Regions from separate parts of the Mus musculus genome. Here regions 1, 2 and 4 are each linked to region 3. Evidence: chromatin contacts called from public Hi-C, HiChIP or PLAC-seq and promoter capture Hi-C data. All regions are on one chromosome and are shown on one strand. The core of a region is the stretch at or near the end of the contact, and the rest is flanking DNA. Distances in the headings are between cores, read along the strand shown. Region 1 has its middle 19 kb from the start of Gm25587. Region 2 has its middle 12 kb from the start of Gm25522. Region 3 holds the start of Tmtc2 (transmembrane and tetratricopeptide repeat containing 2). Region 4 has its middle 190 kb from the start of Gm22945.

What was found. Promoter capture Hi-C pulls out the DNA fragments that hold promoters and counts their contacts. A called contact is a pair of places that touch in the nucleus more often than the background predicts. HiChIP or PLAC-seq counts read pairs in DNA pulled down with a chosen protein or histone mark.
Region 1: a contact with region 3 is called in a Hi-C map of the N1E-115 cell line, with 11 times the contacts expected there. The contact joins the enhancer-like site here to the promoter of Tmtc2 in region 3. A contact is called at or near these places in 8 of 39 promoter capture datasets (cancer-associated fibroblasts, cranial neural crest, embryonic stem cells and 5 more), 7 of 484 Hi-C or Micro-C datasets (the N1E-115 cell line, cerebral cortex, cranial neural crest and 3 more), 13 of 115 datasets of contacts at active chromatin or transcription factors (bone marrow-derived macrophages, cardiomyocytes, craniofacial prominence and 9 more) and 2 of 9 other capture datasets (adipose tissue and liver).
Region 2: a contact with region 3 is called in a promoter capture Hi-C map of second pharyngeal arch cranial neural crest, with 4 times the contacts expected there. The contact joins the enhancer-like site here to the promoter of Tmtc2 in region 3. A contact is called at or near these places in 7 of 39 promoter capture datasets (cranial neural crest, frontonasal cranial neural crest, hippocampal neurons and 3 more), 1 of 484 Hi-C or Micro-C datasets (uterus) and 3 of 115 datasets of contacts at active chromatin or transcription factors (embryonic forebrain, embryonic limb bud and neural tube).
Region 4: an H3K4me3 HiChIP or PLAC-seq map of embryonic limb bud shows a contact between it and region 3, with 7 times the contacts expected there. The contact joins the enhancer-like site here to the promoter of Tmtc2 in region 3. A contact is called at or near these places in 7 of 39 promoter capture datasets (the C10 cell line, cranial neural crest, frontonasal cranial neural crest and 3 more), 4 of 484 Hi-C or Micro-C datasets (the N1E-115 cell line, cerebellum, cranial neural crest and 1 more), 9 of 115 datasets of contacts at active chromatin or transcription factors (embryonic basal ganglia, embryonic forebrain, embryonic hindbrain and 6 more) and 2 of 9 other capture datasets (adipose tissue and liver).

Annotation. Positions count from the first base shown.
Region 1 is chr10:105,019,521-105,022,581 of GRCm38.p6, forward strand. No RefSeq gene overlaps it. Among named protein-coding and RNA genes, the nearest start is that of Gm25587, 19 kb to the right of the region's middle. Within about 2 kb of position 1,466, at least 12 of the 459 cell types and tissues checked have an H3K27ac peak or open chromatin away from gene starts, as enhancers often do. A contact at or near this core is called in the N1E-115 cell line, neural tube and second pharyngeal arch cranial neural crest, where this site is marked.
Region 2 is chr10:104,851,870-104,854,982 of GRCm38.p6, forward strand. No RefSeq gene overlaps it. Among named protein-coding and RNA genes, the nearest start is that of Gm25522, 12 kb to the right of the region's middle. Within about 2 kb of position 1,477, at least 7 of the 459 cell types and tissues checked have an H3K27ac peak or open chromatin away from gene starts, as enhancers often do. A contact at or near this core is called in embryonic limb bud and second pharyngeal arch cranial neural crest, where this site is marked.
Region 3 is chr10:105,572,814-105,576,086 of GRCm38.p6, forward strand. It overlaps Tmtc2 (transmembrane and tetratricopeptide repeat containing 2), which reads right to left and starts at 1,666. Exons shown (of 12, transcript NM_177368.4): 1 at 854-1,666. The coding sequence starts at 936. It overlaps Gm15663 (predicted gene 15663), which reads left to right and starts at 1,738. Exons shown (of 3, transcript NR_038032.1): 1 at 1,738-2,874.
Region 4 is chr10:104,658,926-104,662,385 of GRCm38.p6, forward strand. No RefSeq gene overlaps it. Among named protein-coding and RNA genes, the nearest start is that of Gm22945, 190 kb to the left of the region's middle. Within about 2 kb of position 1,611, at least 17 of the 459 cell types and tissues checked have an H3K27ac peak or open chromatin away from gene starts, as enhancers often do. A contact at or near this core is called in embryonic basal ganglia, embryonic forebrain, embryonic limb bud and 1 more, where this site is marked.

The sequences.
Region 1 (3,061 bases), core at 216-2,715, 550 kb before region 3:
AGAAAACCAAGAAGAAAAATAAATTATTGACACTATACAGAGACAAAATGAAATTGTCTTATTCTCATACTATTTTTAAAATTAGATGCCCTGCCTATCTGTTCCTGGGACTACTATACTTGGGCCCGAGACTATTTTCATGACTGGGCTAAATAGCAAGCAGATCTGTCTAGAAAGGCTGGCAAACCTGGTAATGACTTATAGAAGGAGACTGAGGTGCCTGCTTGTCTGAATAACTTTAAGGACTTGGCAGATGGTTCTCAAGGACATGTTAATTGTAGTCCTCAGAAACTGAGACGATAGCTAATGACCTCTGAAGTATGCTTTCGTTCTTGAGTCTATGAGAGTCCAGTCTTCGTTTACCTTACTATGATATATTTTACATATGATGTGAATATGATTCTTTCTAATTGCACAGAACATTACTGCCAAGGATGGCTGTGGATGGGGCTCCTCACTGTCTTCTGTACAAGGCCATAGCCCTGCCTGTTGTTTAAATTAGCCTTTCATGCAACCACTAACTCACGTCTAGTGCTGATTCAAGCCAGAAACAGTAATTTTATTTATATGATGTCTTGCATAGAGAGCAGGCTAGTAAAAGAAAAACAAATCTCAAATGGACAATGGATTAAATCAAAGCTGCTTTGTACTAGGAAGATATCCAGTGCCGTATGGGAGAAACTCTCCGTAGAGGCTTAGAGTGACTCCGACAATATTAATTACCCAGCAGACAGCTTATCCATTCTCAGAGACGTCAGAACAATGCTTAGTAAACTTAAGTCTTAGAGTAATATCGTCCAGCTGAATGGTGCAGAGCACAGCGGCTTTAGCTGTCATGTTGCTGGTTTGGTTTAAAAAAAAAAAAAAGCATTTTCGAGGCAATATTTCAACAGATAGGATCAGTTCAGACAGTTCAAAAGTTCAACATAAACATACTTCATACCTCCTTTCGAGACACTGAAGGAAGGCCGAGTGAGAGAAATACTTACATCTGACTCCATTGGGATGATAAAACACACACAGTGGATTAAATACGTTTAGCTCCTGTCTCCTTTAAGATTCTTTTCCCTTGCCTTATACGTCTAAATGATGTCACTGACAGAAAACTGCATTTTATATCAGAGGTAAAGGAGACTGACTTGATGGTAGGGTTAGCAAAAACATGTTGCCACTTACTGAAAGGAAACCAAAAACCTGCTTCCATGAATGAAGTCATAAGTAATCTTGCCTGACGGGAAGGAGTCAGTTCAAAGTAGTATCTGAAAGGACTCCGGGTTTTTGATGGATTTTAATAACAGCATGAGAGAAAGCTCTTCGCAGTCAAGCGTTATTGCTTTATTCTGTCCACAGGATCTAGCCTTTCACCGTGATACATTTCGCTGGGGCAGAGGAAGGTTCTCCCAGGGAGAAGGACTGTGACAGGGTTGTCTTTGTTCATTCGGGGGTTGGGGGGGGGTGCTGTTGGAAGAGACTGTGTGAATCCATCTTCAGATTTGGCATTTTGATAATGGAAATGAGGGGAATGAAGCAGTGCTGTCTTGGTCTCATTTCTGCGGGATTCACCGTGTTTAGAACAGTAGCGTGTAAGTGGATAGATTTTAGTCTTTAAAGAGTTCAGTGAATGCCTTTCTCTGGTTGGATTGATCGTGGAAAACTTTTAAATCGCTGGCTCTTTATATGCTTTCAGAGTAGCATGGTGAGACTGAGTAGCCGGCTGATGACATAAATGAAATTTCTACTGCACTTCCTGCAGATGGCTTCCTGCTCCTCCTAACCCTATTATCTAATCACCGGGGATGCTATTCTTTGAGTCAGATTGGATTAAAACTGTTGGGAAGTCATTCCAAACAGGCACTAAAAATTCATTTCCATCTTAAAATGCATCCTTGAGCACCAAGCCCAAACATTTGGGAATGTTAAAGAGATGTGTTAGGAAATAGGCTTTTATCTAAAAGCCAGTAGGAAGACAGAGGAATAGAAGCTTATGAGCTAAAGAAAAGTTTAAATCTCATTTAAATCTAATTTAATTTGAAAACAACAACAACAACAAAAGAAGATTTGTTTGTGATTCCATGGAAAGGGCCTTGTAAAGAGATTTGAAGCATTCCTCTGTCTGATTCAAAGAAATGTAACCCTATAAACAGAACAAACTTCAGAAATATTTCAACTTATCACTGCAGTTTGTAGTTACTTATGGAAATGTAAGAACATTAGAAGTAATTGTATCATCAAGAGTGTTATTAGACGCGTTCTCACGACCGGCCAGGAAGAACACCACAGACCAGAATCTTCTGCGGCAAAGCTTTATTTCTTACATCTTCAGGAGCCAGAGTGCAAGAAGCAAGAGAGCAAGAAGCAAGAGAGAGAGAAAACGAAACCCCGTCCCTCTTAAGGAGCATTCTCCTTCGCCTCGGACGTGTCACTCCCTGATTGGCTGCAGCCCATCGGCCGAGTTGACGTCACGGGGAAGGCAGAGCACAAGTAGTCATAAGATACCCTTGGCACATGCGCAGATTATTTGTTTACCACTTAGAACACAGCTGTCAGCGCCATCTTGTAACGGCGAATGTGGGCGCGGCTCCCAACACAAGAGTTCTTCTTCTTCTTCTTCTTCTTCTTCTTCTTCTTCTTCTTCTTCTTCTTCTTCTTCTTCTTCTTCTTCTTCTTCTTCTTCTTCTTCTTCGGATTATGAATGTTTCTGTCAAAGTGGATTCAGAAATATACATATTGTTCAAAGCCTCTTAGAAGTTTTTGTAAAAAATATAGATCTATCATACAATGTTCAAATAAGAAAGAAAAGAAACTTACCTTAAAAGTCAATGGGAAGCAAGGAAGACCGTTTAAATGGTAAGAACACTTGCTGTGCAAGCTATCCAACCTGAGTTTCCTCCCTGAGATCTTACATAAAAGAAGCCAGCTGCAGCAGCAGTGGCTGGCACCTGTAATCCCAGCACTACTGTGGTGAAACTGAGGTCAAGGGGAGCTCCGGCCAGCCAGAGACTTGGCTATGAGTCTGAGAAATACTGAGTACAGAAAGACATGGACCTCAAAAGGTAGGAGA
Region 2 (3,113 bases), core at 227-2,726, 720 kb before region 3:
CTACCGAGCTAGCACAGGACCATGGCCAGTGCAAATAACAATAGAACTCAAGACAAATCTGCTCATATTGTCTCTATGTCATACAGAAAACATGGTGACAGTTAGGTCAGTTTATAACAATCTGTGGTCTGGTGGGGAGAGTACTGTGCCTCATCATTTTTCAATAAGTACTTTCAGTTTCATAAAGTAAAAGCAGAACCACCTTCAAACTACCAATAGCGAAAACAAAGTCCCAATCATACTACCAAGATGAACCAGCACGTCTGTCAACATTATTTATGATTCCTTCCTTCTGTCTTTTAGTCTTTATTTTGAAACGTCTTGCTCAATTATGAATAAGTAGAGGTGACTTTCAGATTGTGGGATCATGGAATCTACCTTAGATACTTCTAGAGAGCTTCCTAGTTCAGTCTACCTTAATCGCTACCTCCTGTCCTCACTAATTATTCAACCCTAGCCCAATAGCAACAGTTTTAATCACAGATGCCAATAATGTTATCTTCCCACTAACAAGGAATCCTGCACTAACTAATCCACTCTGCAAGATTCTGAGCCTGGGAACCTTTATAGAGAACATTGGTGTATGTATTATAAGTGTGAATTGGTGCTCATTTGGTTATGGCCTCATTGCTGATAAGGCCCTATGCTGGAGTAATGCTCACCTGGAAAGAGTCAGAGAACACAACTTTTGTTCCTGTTCTGGCTCCCTGCTCTCAGAAAGTAATTGGTAGTTAATCACAGGGCGTATACCAACCTCACCTACACCAGTCATCTCTCAAAAGCCCCATCTCTAATCACCATAATTGAATTACATGCCCCCTCTTTGACAGCTTATAAAAGAATATTAAAAATTGGAGATGTGGACTTATAGGGGATAACCAAACTGTGTCTAATGCACAACAGCTTCTGAAAAAAATGACAGGACAAAAAAAATCAAGAATGATAGAATTTATTCTGTCTTTTTATATTTTAGAATACATATCTAAAATATAAGATGATTAACTTCTACTTCCTTGTTTCCTACTGATAGCATAAAAATAGATCATTTCACAGCACTGAGATCTCAGAAGTCCTAATAAAAAAGGGTGTAGGATGTCAATGTTTTGACTAACATTTATAATGAAATAATCCAGCATGCGCTCACACATCTGAGCTCCACAGACAGTAGCCTAATTGACGTATCAGCTGCTCCTGCGTAAGTTATGGTGACCTTCTCCAAAAACAGTTGAGCATGGAGTTTCTCTTGGACGTTATCTAAATGAAAAGTAAATCAGCAAGAGGAGAGCTTGTGAGCTGGCAATTTAATAGGTTTAGTGGAACTCTAAGTCAACTAATTACACAAATGCAAGCCATCTGGTAAAACAGAAATGTAGTAGGGGAAGATGTTTAAGATCTTAACTTCCCAAGTCACAGATCTATGTTTCAATCCCCACCTCTGTTCATATCAGCTGTCTTGCATTGAGCAAATTAGGGAACATCTGTTGGCAGCGGCTGCTAGCTAATCACCCCAATTACGTGGACTTCTTCAAGGGTCCTGACTAGACTGTGTCTTTCAGCCCTTCTTGCTGTTAATTGTAGCCATCTGAACTGCTCTTGCCAAAACATGAACAGAGAAGTAGTAAGTGCCACTTGAGGACTGAAGCTTTCTAAGTAGGCATTTGTCCTCTATTTGTTTTCATTGCAGGCTGAGCTGAGTGACAATTAAAAATATATATAGATGAAGAGCAATTACATTGACGACATTGATTTAGGATGGGCCTTTGAGAGTACTGCTAGTTAACTTTAGGGTACTCTTTGTTACCATAATTTAGACCACCTGAATGGATATGTTTCTTTTAAATAGAAGTGTAGTCATGCTCCCAACATGTAGTATGTAGTGGGTGCTTTACTTATGTTTTTGTTTATTTTTTAAGATGGCTGGAAGTAACAAAATCCCTCTAATGCAGATTTGAATTAACTGGAGAAATTTTTCATAGTGAGGGTCAGTTCATATGCAAAAAAAAAAAAAAAAAAGCAAGCAAGCAAGAAAAAATCAAAATCAAAAACCAACCACCAACCAACCAGCTTTCACATGTATAGATTTCTACTCTGCTCTTTCCCTTCCATGCACACATCACAATCCCAATTCTTCACTTGCTATTTCCCAATGTTCAAAGAATTAGGATCTCTTCATTGTAGTTTCTAATTCAAAATGGAAAACATTCTCTTACCCATGATTAGCAAGGTGTTTGTCATTGATATGCTTAAAGCCAAAGCAATGAAATCTAGTAGCAGTGAAATTATTGTCCAGGGTCCAATCCCTAACTAAGGAAAGGAGACTCTCAGAATAAGTGGTTCAGTTTGAAACGATTTCTCAAAACAGGCCCTAGCAAACCAAAGCTGCCTGGGTTACTTTAAACTAAAAGAAAAGCCAGTTGGAGTTGGAAGGGCAATGGGATGTGGTAATTGAGGCTGAAAATTACTAAAACTCATTTATAAACACATGAAATGGTGTGATGATAGCAATCATAAGTCAAATGCTTATTAAATCTTTAGCAAGGTTACACAGTGACATTAGAATCCCATGCCACCTTTGCATTACGACTTTCCCTAGTCATTGTCTTCCTGTCATTGAAAGAGCTCATCACTAATTTAGCAGATTAAGTGGCAGCCATTTATTATCACCCTGTTTTGTCTGGGACAATATAGCCTAACTGATTTCCTCTGGCTCAGGTCAGCCTGATCAATTTGCAGATAGGGCTGAATTAATTTTTTTTTTTTTTGTATTGCCCTCTAAATTTTTCTTTTTTTGTAGAATGACTTTGAAAGATTCGTTCAGGCCCTTGTTTTTGTCTCTCCTTTTTCACAGCATTTATCTCCTGGAAACATCTCCTTGGTCCTTTCAGGGTATACTCACAGATCTCACAATAGATACCACATTTTTCTCATGTGCAGAATCTGCCTTCCTTCTCAGCAGCATCTTTGCTGCCTTTTTTTTTTTTTTTTTTTTTTTTTTTGTCTAACCACATCTATCCCATTGCTGTGAGAAAACACATAAACAACACCAGAAGGAGTTTGTTTTGCCTTGCACTGCCAAGTCACAGTTCATCATAAAGGATATCAAGGTATGAGTG
Region 3 (3,273 bases), core at 416-2,915:
TAGCCACCCAAACTAACCCAAATACAGAAGACAACTTCTGTCTCCAGGGCGTCTTCTTCTGCAATTAGCACCAGCGAATCACTAATGTCTCATGCAAAACGCCCAAACAGAACTGAAAGCCCACGTTTTTATAAAGGAATTCCCCATGATGCGTGAGCAAGGTTGGGGGAGCGAGAGATACAACCAGCAGCGAGATACAGCTCAAAGTTTACTATCATACACGTCAAAGAGAAAGTTGACTCAGAGTACGCGCGCTCTTTCCTCTATTTGGCAACTGTCATATGTGCGTTTAACTTCGAGAAATCAGTGTCCTATCAATAAAAGGAAACCACACGGGGAGGATCTTCTAGGGGTGCAGAGGTGCTTCCTTCCAGCCCACACGTAAAATCGCTTAATATGCTTTTTCTTTCTTTCTTTCTTTCTTTCTTTCTTTTTTTTTTTTTTTTTTTTTTTTTTTTTTTTGCACCAAGGTATACCAAGGATTGTTATTGGAATTTTTACTTTGGCTGGTTGTTTGTTTAACGTGGGTTCATTAAACAGTCTTCCAAATTGCCTGGATTTCCGCAAAGAAACTTAAGCGCCTGCCAACCAGCAAGAAGCAAGCAAGAACCTGCTGCAAAGTAGGAGCGGAAACTCGTTCGGCCCGCCCAGCGCGCCTGCGTCCGTCCCGGCTGTTTGCTTTAGGTGTTACGGTTTCCGTGTCGCCTAAACCTTCAGGTGCAGATACCTGTCCCCCCAACCCCGCCCCCAAGACGCGCTTCAGCCTGACAGCAAGCAGTACCAGAGCCACCGAGGAGCCCCCACCCCACCCCCGTCGCACCGCAGCCATTGCCCCTTTCTCTCACCCACTTACCTGTCATCGTAGCAGAAATCAGCACTCAGGGTGTTGAGATACAAGGCGAGCCCCAGAGCGCTGCTCACCAACTCTGCAATCATCTCTCCACCGCCTTCCCTCCGGCTTGGCTCCCAGCGCGAGCGCAGCAGCGGCAACAAAAAACAGAAGCATCAATCCCCACCTTCCGCCGCCTTCTCCTCCTTGGCTGCACTTTTCCCCGGCTTCCCCGCCCGCCTCCTCGTCCTCCCTCCTCTCCTTCTTCCGATCCCGGGCTCCTCCTCGGGGCGCCGGGCTCCGCTGTTCCTGCGTGCTCCGGGGGTTGCGGGCTCACACCGCTCTCCCCATACCCGACAACCGCGAGAGGCAAGCGGCGATCGGCTTCACGCCCCCCGGCGGAGAATCGGGGCTTGTCCTTTTCCCGCGGCTCGCGGTCCCCACCCTAACCCATGGCACTTTGGGACGCCCTAAGGTAAAGGACTGCGGAGATAGAAGAGTGCAAGAGGGGGGACCAAAGGGCTGGACAGAGCGAGGATCTGGGACCAGCGGGAGGAAAGGAGAGACAGAGAGAGAGACCGAGAGAGAAAGGGGCGGGTGGGAGGGACGAGGCGAACCGCCTCCCTTCGCCGCCTCCCGGGCGCACGACTCCGGGGCCGTTCGCAGCAACTCGGCCGCCACCGCGGCTGCGGCACATTCACTCTTTATTGGTTCCCTCCCGGACCCCTCTCCAGTGAAGTGAGAAGCGGCGACTGGGGACTCCAAAAGCTCCCGCGTGGGGTTCTCGTCGCGGCCCCACGCGCCTGCGTGGCCAGCCCACCACCCTAAGCTAGCCCGGCCCCTTTCTCCACCCAGATCCTCCCCGCAGACTCCTCCCTGTCTACCCCCACTGGCTGGAGGCTCCGCCCACTCTTCTAGCTGCTCCAGCCTGGTACTCTGGCCCCACTCTCTTCTTCATCTTCCTTCACCTTCTTTTTGACTCTGGAAAGCCTCCCCCAAAGCCCAGGACAAAGATGACTTTTGGAAGATTGCCCAAAACGATAGCTAGAGTGTGCCCTGGGCTCTGGGAGATGGAGGAGAGAGGCGACAGGAGGAGTCAATGGTTTGCCCAGTGCTGCGGGGAGGCGCTTTGCACGCTCTAGATCGCAAGCCAAACGTCTAGTGCCAAGAGCTGTCAGGCAAAAGACTGGTCAGCTGGAGAGACTTCTCGGGACGCGGAGAGGTAGAACAGGTTTGCAGAGCGCTGGCAACCTCGGTTGACACTAAGGATCTATTGCCCCGCGCGCGCGCGATGCGTGAGCTGAATTGGGATGGAAGGGCCTGTTGAAGAGCCAGGGAAGCAGCGTTTAGGAGAGAGTTTTCCGAGGCCACGCCGTGACGGTCGACATTAATATTAGTGGAAAGACGCGTGCCCCGCAGTAAGATCATGAAAAGGGATCCAGGAAATGAAAGAGGAGAGGCAAGAAGGTAAGAAACACCCACGCGTTCCTCAGAAATTGCGTGGGGATGGGTGTCTTTAGTGGTTCAGGACTGTCAAGCTGACTCTGAGACTATAGAAGAGACCACGCTAATGCAACCCTCTACAACGGCATCCTTAAACCCAGCAGAGCGGAAAGCTAATGCCCTTTCCTTTCCGCCCGGATGCAAGACTGGATGGAAGGCATCCAACATGATGAAATACGGTGCAGAAGAATGGTCTGGGCAGAAGGAGCGCTGGGTACTAAAGTTGCATGACCAAAGAGATCCGAGAGCTGTCTGCCACACCCCCTTCCTGCCTGGTTCCCTTTCTGACTGCCCTGGTCGCTCCCTTGGACTATGATGAACACGACTGCAGCGCCCCCTGCTGTGGGGAAGCTACAGGGCACAGAAAACACGTCCTTGCAGGGCTGACTTCCAACTTCCCCTTTTGCACCTAACCAGCAAGCTCTTCAAAGATAATAAGGAAAGTGGACTCCCTGGGTATGTGGCAGCGATCTGAAAAGTTTGAACGCCTGCAGAATAAGGATGTCTGACTTCACAAAGAAATCGTTTGGAAACTGACAAATGTGTGTTCAACCTCCAACAGGCAAATTGTGATTTGATCAAAATATTATGAGCACGTAGGAAGTTCTCAAATAATATATTGAAGATGGTGATTCTTGTTCTTCAGTGCTCCCCGGTATAATGTATTTTTTAAAGTTTTTTTAAAAATCATACCAGTTGCTCCATTCGGATCCTCTCTGACCTTCTTCTGAGCTTATGTATTGATATTGGATCCTGGGGCACTGGGGGAAGAATAAATACTTAAGTCAGATACCTAGATTTGAGTATCAACTCAGCTATTAATTATTTGAGTAAGTTGGGGCCAATCACCTCCTTCACCCCTCACTTATAAATACTACTTTGGTTGGGTGAGTTTCCATGTAAATAAAGCATCCAGAGGGGGACTGGTAAGTGCAATAAGT
Region 4 (3,460 bases), core at 361-2,860, 910 kb before region 3:
TGGAATTTCATTTGATCAGTTTACATTCTTTGTGACCTGTCATGTCACTAAAATGAAAATGCATTTTAGTGCTGTTTAAAGAAAAAAAATCTGACTTTATATCAACATTCTCTATGATTTTTAAAATTCTGTTTTCAGGCTTTCATTTAAAACTGAGACGCAGATACATATTAGCCTGAACTTATGCTGTTTGAAATGTTACAGTTTTTCACTTGGGTACACTGTCCAACAGAAAGGTCTCTGGAAGTAACACACTTAGAACTACTCTCTTGTATGACCACAATGCCTTTATTCTATAATGCCTTATCAAGAATCATCTTGATTTTTTTTTGTTTTGTTTTTCCTGTCTGTTTTGTTTTTTGTTTTTAAAGTAGAAAAGCTTAAACTCTAACGATTACAAAATACATTAGAGTAGATAAATCCAGCTATAAATGCAAATCATAAACGCACATTGATTTGCTTGCACGAGCTATACTTCTACATGACTGGCCATACAGGAAGAGCTTAGCTCAACAGCATGACCATCTATGAATCATGTGCTGTGCTCCATTCTGATGGCTATGAAGTCACAAGGTAATGTGAGCTTTTCAGCCTGGTTATAATTTAATGGACCCGTCATTTGCTCAGTCTGCTTAGGGCAGCATTAGAACCATCATGAGTGTTCTGATCAATGCATCTAACTAACATAAAACTATAAAAAGAAGCACCATCAGTCATCAGGCCAGAAGACCAGAGGGCACAAACTCAGAGTGGACTTCAGCACCAAGGTAAGGTGCTTGAGTAAGTTCCAAATAGATTATCTTCAGAAACTGGACAGCCTTAATAAGAGCCATGGGTCAGTCATTCCTTTTGTGCTTGGACAAGCCTCACTAATATAAACACCTGAATACTATTTTTCTGTTTTCTAACTTAGAAATTAAAAGCACCGCAACATTAATCACCTCATCTGGACAGGCATATCTTGACAAGTGGCTTAATTGAGATTTTTCATCAAATGTACTTTAGTTCTAGAACTTTATTTTGCAAAACTTTAGATTCGTATGACTTGGTTCTGATCCTTACATATACTCAGGGAGTCTGCTTAGGTACCTGCCCTACCTAATTTTAATTCATCCATATAATTTCCTCTATTATTCTGACTTGTCCTAGGGATAGCTTTCTATATTTTTCCAATGAATTAATTCAATTCTTTGCTTGACACAAAAATAATTTAACATCTTCATATGTATCCAGTAAGTACATTTTTTGTACTAAGTAATCTTAAACAGTGAGTTTCAAACAGTTGCAATTCATCTTTGTCTATTGCCTTCTCTCTATTTTTAAGGCTATCTTATTGGTTTCAATTTCTCTACTGTTCATTGGTGCACTGCATATTTTGAATAATAAACTCAATATCCGCGATATTGATTGTGCCTGTGGGTTTTAGGGATGGTCCTAAAAACTATGAATCACTAACTCCCACTCCATTTTCTCCTCCAGTGCCATTTGGCTATAAGCACTTTAGTATAAACAGCCACCGGCTGGTTATAAATCATTCTATCTTCCTACTGACAGTCTGCAACCAGGTTGGTAGATTTCCCCAAGGGAAAGGAAAGCAGGGCAAATATCGGTCACTCTCTGCATTCCACCTGCAAGCGCTTACAGCTGGAATGTGCCTGCAGTTTACAGAGCAGAAGGAAGTGTCCACAGAGAGCAATTTTAAAAGATGCAATTCAATTTTAAATGTACGTAAGCGTTTCTGGTTAGGGATGCTAAATTAATTTGCCACTTAAAGATAACACAAATACTTTACTAATGACTTTAAAGTAATCAACACGTGGGTGTTTAGAGATCAGCACAAGAAAATTGTAAATTTAAGAAAATCTGGGTACATAATTGTATGTAGAGAGATGATTAAACCTGTCTTTCCCATCTCACTTGCTGAAACTCTTTTGTCAATCCCTCATGAAAGATAGAACAGTGACAGAAACTTAGTCTATAAATTATGAGTGTTAATGAACATTGTTCTAACTAAATATGTTGCCCCTCAGTTGTGATAGATATTTTTCAAAATATTTCCACATCACTATGCTGAGCACTTAAGAGTGTTTCATAGGTGAAGTATATATTTATTTCCATGATACTTCTCAGGGTCAACCTGTGAGAGACAATTTTAGATAATGGACACAAATATTCATTGGAAAATAGCTTCAGGAGAAGTTAATGATCAAAGTTAGATTCTTTCAACCTTTAACCATTCTATGAGTAATTATATCCCAATACTGCAATCTATTGTTAGGGCAATCTGTGTGTGTGTGTGTGTGTGTGTGTGAGAGAGAGAGAGAGAGAGAGAGAGAGAGAGAGAGAGAGAGACAGACAGACAGACAGAGAGAGAGAGACAGAGAGAGAAAGAGACCTACAAAATATTCAACCCTTGCCCAGAAATTAAGAACACAACCTTGCTATGACAGAAAATTAATAAAAAGTTAGTATTTAAATAAATACAGAATACTGATTATGAATACCTAGATCCTAACTTTTTTCTGTGTCTTGAGTAACCTTGCGGCAGTTAGTTTTCTCCCAAAAGGGTGAACTTATCTTTAAGGTACAGATAAAGTTGTACTCACCAAATTATGTGGCTACCCATAAAGATATGTAAAGTATAAAAGAATTGGTATCAGCAGTTAATGCTCAATAAATCCTCTGCTATCATTTCAATATCATATTTGTAGATAATCAAAAGTAAAAGTGGTCCAATTTGGTCGGTTCATACATAGTTTATTTTAATCTCTTATTTAAGGAAGGCTTTCGGCTGTCAATGGCTATCGTGTGGATGCTTAGTATCAAAGTTCCCTAGATTGCTGTCTTTCTCAAAGGCAGATGGTAAATCCGTCAGCAGTAGCATTCAGAACAGCAACCCAGATGCTTTGAAGCTCGGCGTGTGAAGCTGTTTCTCCCACAAAGAGTACCATTGGGCAATACGCCAAAAGAAGGTCCCCAGGGCAATTAGCTGCTTCTGAATTCAACTCCGGCTGTCTAGGAAGGCAAATGAATGCAGCTTGTTTGGCTATATACCAATTTAATGCAAAGATCATGCTCCTTATTTATAACCAAGCTAGACTTCCATATTTTAGCCCAGCAGCATTCTAATAAGAAATCTGCATGATCTTTATCATTCACAGAAGAAAAAATTACATCTCTTTATAGTTATTAGTGTCCCCTGTCAATAAAGTAAATGATTAGACTTAATGATCATTCATCCATAATTATTTTGCACATGTACAGTTACTTTTATTGATATATAATAATATCAATATTTATGAGTCCCTAAATGTCATTTGAACCATGGCGACTACAGCAAGCAGTGGAGACCTGCTGGCAATAGCTGGGTAAAATCGTAAGGACTTTGTCTAATATGGCAGGAATACTCTATAAAATGATGAAAGGGGCAAAAAACAATGTCACTTAGTGAAGGTAAACT